2 separate regions of the Mus musculus genome follow, and region 1 is linked to region 2. Evidence: chromatin contacts called from public promoter capture Hi-C data. All regions are on one chromosome and are shown on one strand. The core of a region is the stretch at or near the end of the contact, and the rest is flanking DNA. Distances in the headings are between cores, read along the strand shown.

Region 1 (2,968 bases), core at 371-2,870, 2.1 Mb after region 2:
TTGTTTTTTTCCCTCGTTTGACATTGCTACTGCTTGTTGTTTTACCAAGAGTACACATTTTTAAAGCATTAAGTATTCTTGATCACAGTAGGGCTTCTTCTAGAATATTAGGTTGATCTGAAATAAGGTCCATTTTAAAAAAGGAACTTCCAAATCAGATGTCTTCAAGACACTTGCAGATTTTATTTTATTTTTTAGACATGGTTTCTTTTTTTTTGTTACCCTGACAGTCCTAAAACTATGTAGATCAGGCTGGTACTCACAGAGACACTCCCACCTCTGCCTCCTGAATGTTGGGATTAAAAGCAGGTACTACTATGTCTGGCACATATTTTTTAAATTCCACTCATAGATTGTTTAAACTAACAAACATGACAACTCAATCATAAAGCTTAGCTGTGAAGTAGCATGAAGTCTCTCATCTGCACAACTGAGTAGATGAGGTTATGATTTTTAGGAAAAAAAGCAATTTAATCCCACTGGTTATCACATAACCTTTTAACTTTCTTGTATTTAAGCTCGGTAAGAAACTAAGCTTTTCTCTTATTTCCACTAATGACTTTAAAATTACAAAACGAAATCTCAGAAAAGATTGACATTGAAATGGGATCAGGATGAAAATAAATCTACTGGAATTAGTGAATTAGAGCTAGAGTCAAGACTTTCCCAGTTAAATTCTATCTAGTTCTCACTTGCAGAGTGCTTTGAACGCTTTCTCCATCTGAGCTCAGTGTAAGCTAGATCTAATAAAGGGGGCTCCTATATCCAACTCCCAAGCGCATTCCCATGCCCAAGGGACCAAAGCCCACAGGAGTGATTCTGTGATTGACGTGGACAAAGTTCTTATTGGACACACAATACTTTTACAATGGTGCTTTTTGTTGTTGTTTTGGGGTTTGTTTTTTTTCCAAACAAGGTTTCACTGTATAGCTGTGGCTGTCTTGGCTCGCTCGCGTTAGACAATGCTTTAAGAAACAACAGGCAATCAGGGAAGGGAAGGTCTTCAAGCATGCTTTCCAGCTGGGGCGACAGCCATCTCCGACTTTGGCTTTAGCTTCGAAGAGGCCTTTGTTCTTCACCGTGTAGCCCTGGCTAGCCTGGGCTATGTAGGTCAGGCGGGCCTCAGACTCAGTACGGCTGCCTCTGCATTTCAGAGCGGGGACGAGAGGCGTGGGGCCACCAAGCACGTTCTCCTGAAGACATTAAATTCTCAGGCTACGTCCCCGTCATGGCTACTCTCTCTGGATCCCGCAAAAATGGGGGGGCCCCGGCCTCAAGTGAGAACAAAGGAGGCGGCGCCCCGTGACGCGCAGGCCCCCGGGCGGGATCAACAGCCCCGGAGCTGTTTACTCTGGCGGCCAAGGCCACCACCGGGTGCCACACTATAAAGGGCGAGCTGCCCGCTCCGGGGAGCCTCAGGCCTCCGGCTCGCCCACCGAGCCCCGCGACGCCCGGGCGAGCACAGCTCCCTCACACGGTTCCCGGGAGCGCCAGGCCTCGGCTCCTGCGCAGCGGACGCCGCGCCGTGCGCCACGTGAGGCGGAGCCCGGCCCCCGGAGCGGCGCGCGCACCCGGCGCCGACCATCGCGTGACTCGGAGGGCGCGCGGGGGTGAGCGCCCGGGCCGTACCGGGCCGCGCCGCGCCACTTCCGACGCGGCGCTCGCTTTAGGTTCCGGGGCGCGCCGCCTCGGCTCGCGGGCCCGGGATCCGGCGGGATGGAGGAGGCCGCGCTCGGGGAGGCCGAACTCAACTGGTCCCGCCTCAGCGTGTCGGCCGAGGCGTTGGAGTCGGAGCTGGAGGCGCGCGCCGAGGAGCGGCGCGGCGCGCGCGAGGCTCTCCTGCGGCTGCTGCTGCCCTACAACCGCCTGACGTCGCTGCCGCGGGCGTTGGGCGGCGGCTTCCCGCACCTCCAGCTCCTGGACGTGAGCGGCAACTCGCTCACGGCGCTGGGGCCCGAGCTGCTGACGCTGAGCGGCCTGCGCACGCTGCTGGCCAGGAACAACCGGCTCGGCGGCCCGGGCTCGCTGCCCAAGGGCCTGGCCCAGTCGCCGCTCTGCCGCAGCCTCCAAGTGCTCAACCTCAGCGGCAACTGCTTCCAGGAGCTGCCCGCCTCGCTGCTGGAGCTGCGCGCCCTTCAGACCCTCAGCCTGGGCGGCAACCAGCTGCAGAGCATCCCCGCCGAGATCGAGAACTTGCGGAGGTGAGCGGCGGCGAGTCCCGGGGGTGGGGAGCGGGGCGGTGGCCCGAGCTCCGTGGCACCGGGTTGGAGGGGGAGGGGGACTAGGCGAGCCATTGTCACCCGTAGCGTCTGACCAAGGGTGGGTGGGTGGGTGGTAGCCTTTGGGTTGTGTTTGGCCTGCCGCAGGTCTTCGACGCCCCCCGCGCCCCCCAATGAACTCTGGAATTCATTGTGGAGACCATGCTAACCTCAAGCTCACAGAGCTCCGCCTGCCTCTACCTCCCAAATCTGGGGCTAAAAGACATGCGCCACTAAGCCGGACTTCGCCTTCTTTCTTGAGTCTAGACAGGGAGTCAAAAGGGCTCCCGTTAACAGAGGTTGGCGATTTCTTACTGGTTAAGTCTTCCGAGACTTTCCATGCGTTTGCATCAAAGTGGCATTTAACGTGGCGTAGGAGGTGCTGACCTACTTCCTTGGTTTTTATTTCCAGTTCCCCTCTTTTCCCGATACCCAAAGTACCATTTGTGGAGTCAGTGAGCCTTGCACACACACACACACCCAGAAAGGCAGCTTCACTAAATTGTGGGGTTGGGGTTGGGTACAAAAAAAAAAAACAAAAAAACCCAAAAACAACAACAACAAAAAAAAACCACGCTGCGCTTCCTTTGACCCTGAGGAACTATTCACATTTCAAAATTTTATCTTAGGAGTCTTTTCTGTAATTCTAAAAAAAAAAAAAAAAAAAAAAAAAAAAAAAAAAAAAACTGTTCCCAGGACAATTAGAGCCA
Region 2 (3,022 bases), core at 62-2,561:
GGCCAGTAGACTAAGGCAATGTCCCAAAACTACCCAAAGAATCTATTGTATCAAAACTCGTAAAAGACTGAACAGAAACAAAGCAGTTTCCGACCAGTATCCGACCTCATAACCTAAGAAGTCTAAATCGTGCACAGCAGCCTCCTGGGGGTTTTATTTATCCTCTGGAGGGATAATTCAACATCTTGACTCTTTCCACTCTGGCCTTTTCCTCATCTCACAGAATCACACTGGCAATTGGCAAAGTGAGAAGCCTGGAGTCCCTAACTGAAAGAGAGCCTTCCTGCATCTGCGATCTTTATCTGAGAGTAATAAATCGCAACTGAGAAGTCACCCAGGCGGAAGCTCTCGGTTTACCTGGGGTTCTACCTTCCAGAAACCCAAGCGTCAGACCCGAGTTTCCCAACAGTCATCCAGGGCTGGAGTCACCACGCCAGCTCATTACCCTCTTACATCTGGTCATCACCAGTCTCTTCTGATCTTTCGCTCTCAGCACCCCAAATCTCTTTGAAATTTAAGCATGAGTCACTTTTGTCAGGTGTCAAAGACATTCATAGCAAGTGCACTGGATGGCTCTGATGTCCACAGTATACAAAGCCTTCTACATCTGATGATTGTGGCATAAAGGGCGTAACACAAAACATCAATACTTGGAAAGCATCCTCCGTATTTGTCGCTTTGGGGACAGAGGGTTCCCGAGTAAGGAATGGGATGCCAGCTACACTGGGTCACCTCACACAACCCCTAGACCAAGCCCAGGGAGACACAGGCAGGCCCGGATCCTGGCAGGCGCCAACTCCCAGAGAAGGGACACGCCCGCAGGCGTCCCGGACCCCTTACCTCTCTTGTCCAGCAGCCACATGAACGCGAAGCAGGGCAGGAAGCCTATGGGCCCCCAGAGGACCAGGAGCGCGATGTCCCATCCGGAGAAGCCATAGGCCTGGCGCGCCGAGTTCTGGATGGGGCCCCAGGTGTTCCAGACCAGGCCCTGGGCGAACGCGAGGAGCGAGAAGAGCAGCAGCACCAGCCAGCGGCGCCCGTACACCCTCCCGGGGTTCGGGCCCGCCGCAGGCAGCACGGCCGTCGCCTCCCGGCCCCTGCGCGCAGCCCCCGGCGCAGGCCCGAGCCCCGGCCCCAGCAGCGGCTGCCGCTCCTCCTCCTCGCTGCTCCAACCCGAGCCCATGGCGACGCCGCCCGCCGGCCCTGCCCGACGCGTCCCGGTGGCCGCAGACCAGCCGGGAGCTGACTGGGCGGGTGGAGCGGGAGCCGGAGCCGGAGCTGCTCTAGTCCTCGGCCTCCCGGGCGCGTCTGCTGCGCCTGCGCCGCCCGAGCCCGAGGGGAGGAGGCGAGGCGGGGTCCACCCTGCTCGCTGGGAACCCAGGAATGCCCCGGGGAGAAGCCCGGGACCCTACGAGTGGAAAGGGTAGAAGATCGCGGCCGGCTGGGAGACTGGAGCGAAGTAGGCTGAGTCAGTCACTCGCGGGTTGCTTGGAGGAAGTGCCCAAGTTTACATCACGTGCCTAATAAACAACTCGCTGACCTCGGGTCACTTATCCCAATGCTTGGGTCTATATTAGGCTTACTTTTGTTTTTATTGGGTTTCTAACTGCAGAAATTATAGACGGCAGGATACTGAAGTTTAGGAAGGTCTCAGGGTATTGTTTCATGAAGACCATTTGGTTTTGTATGTGTCTTACGCATCCAGTGAGATTATAAACTAGCCAATTTTCCTTCATACATATAAAGAGTTTTTTCTACCCATTTTGTTTGTCATGCAAACGGGTAAATAATATGGATTGTGTTAAAGTTGGAAGACAGTGACCTAGATCTCTCTCTTGGTATGTTAGCCAGACTAAATAAACGGCAAAAGCTGGAGATTGTGCATCTCTTGACCACATAGACATAGACATTCATTTGTTCAAATGCACAAATCCAGAACTCTGACAGCTGCCTGTGTCCTTGAAAACTAGTCATTTGCTGACATATCTGGCTCAGCAAATGAGTCACAGGGAACGCCTTCAAGGGGTTCGTATTCCCAGGCAGTCACGAAAACCAGCTGGAATGGCACTGATGCCAAGGGAACCAACAAGGTGGAAGAGTAGGCACGCCAGCCCCGGGGTCTCCTAAATCGCGAGTCCGACTGAGAGAAAGCCAAGGCGAAGATGGAGGATCCGACTAGAGAAGGAAGAGAAACAGCAGACGCTAAGGGTGGAAGAAAGGAGCCACAGCCCAGCCCACGTGCTCGCCGCCTTTCAGCTTCCAAAGAGCAAAACAAACCGGCGTGGCCACGCCCAGCGCCGTCACGTGACCGCGGCGGCGCCGGTTCCGGCAGAGGCGGAGGATCCTTCCTGTGTGGAAGCCGCAGATCCCGGTGAGCCCTCTCACCTGGCGCTCTCTCCATCCTCGGCGCGATAACCATGGCAGCAGGCTGCGAGGGCATCGCGCCCCCGACCCTGGGCGAGAGAACTGTGGGGGAGGAAGGTAGGTGCGAGCCAGGGACGCCGAAGTGCCTCCGAGCGGTGCGGATGGGCGCGGCTCCATCCCAAGTCTCGCCCGCGGCGTGTTAGGCCTGGGAGAAAGTGACTTTTTAGAGCATGTGGCTTCTTAACGTCGTGCGGATCAGTTTTCTGATCTATCGGGACAAGTACCACTGTGGAGTAAGAAGTTCCTCTGAGGACTCCAGGATCGCTGGCCTCTGAGGGAATTTTGTGGCAATTCTCTTGTCTCTGTTGGGATTCCAGGTGTATGCGACCATAACTTTTTATGGAGGTCTCTGGGGAGTTCGCCAGACTTGTGCACCAGGGGTTTTTACTTGACAGTCCATCTCTCCTGTCCCAAATCATTCTCTCATTTTTTAAAAAACCAATTTATCTTCCTGATAATGTGTCCTGTATCCTATTTTATGCCTCTCTTATCCACCATTCAACAGCAAAAGTGACACGTAAGATTCTTTAATAATTTGTATTGGACTTAGAACCTCCACTAAAATCCAAGCTCCAAAAACCGTGACCTACACAAAAAT

What was found. Promoter capture Hi-C pulls out the DNA fragments that hold promoters and counts their contacts.
Region 1: a promoter capture Hi-C map of liver shows a contact between it and region 2, with 2.9 times the contacts expected there. The contact joins the promoter of Lrrc58 here to the promoter of Slc49a4 in region 2. A contact is called at or near these places in 2 of 39 promoter capture datasets (liver and pre-B cells).

What each region holds. Positions count from the first base shown.
Region 1 is chr16:37,866,780-37,869,747 of GRCm38.p6, forward strand. It overlaps Lrrc58 (leucine rich repeat containing 58), which reads left to right and starts at 1,621. Exons shown (of 4, transcript NM_177093.3): 1 at 1,621-2,201. The coding sequence starts at 1,717.
Region 2 is chr16:35,768,059-35,771,080 of GRCm38.p6, forward strand. Slc49a4 (solute carrier family 49 member 4) reads right to left here and starts at 1,312. Exons shown (of 9, transcript NM_153550.4): 1 at 841-1,312. The coding sequence starts at 1,183. Hspbap1 (Hspb associated protein 1) reads left to right here and starts at 2,328. Exons shown (of 8, transcript NM_175111.3): 1 at 2,328-2,481. The coding sequence starts at 2,418.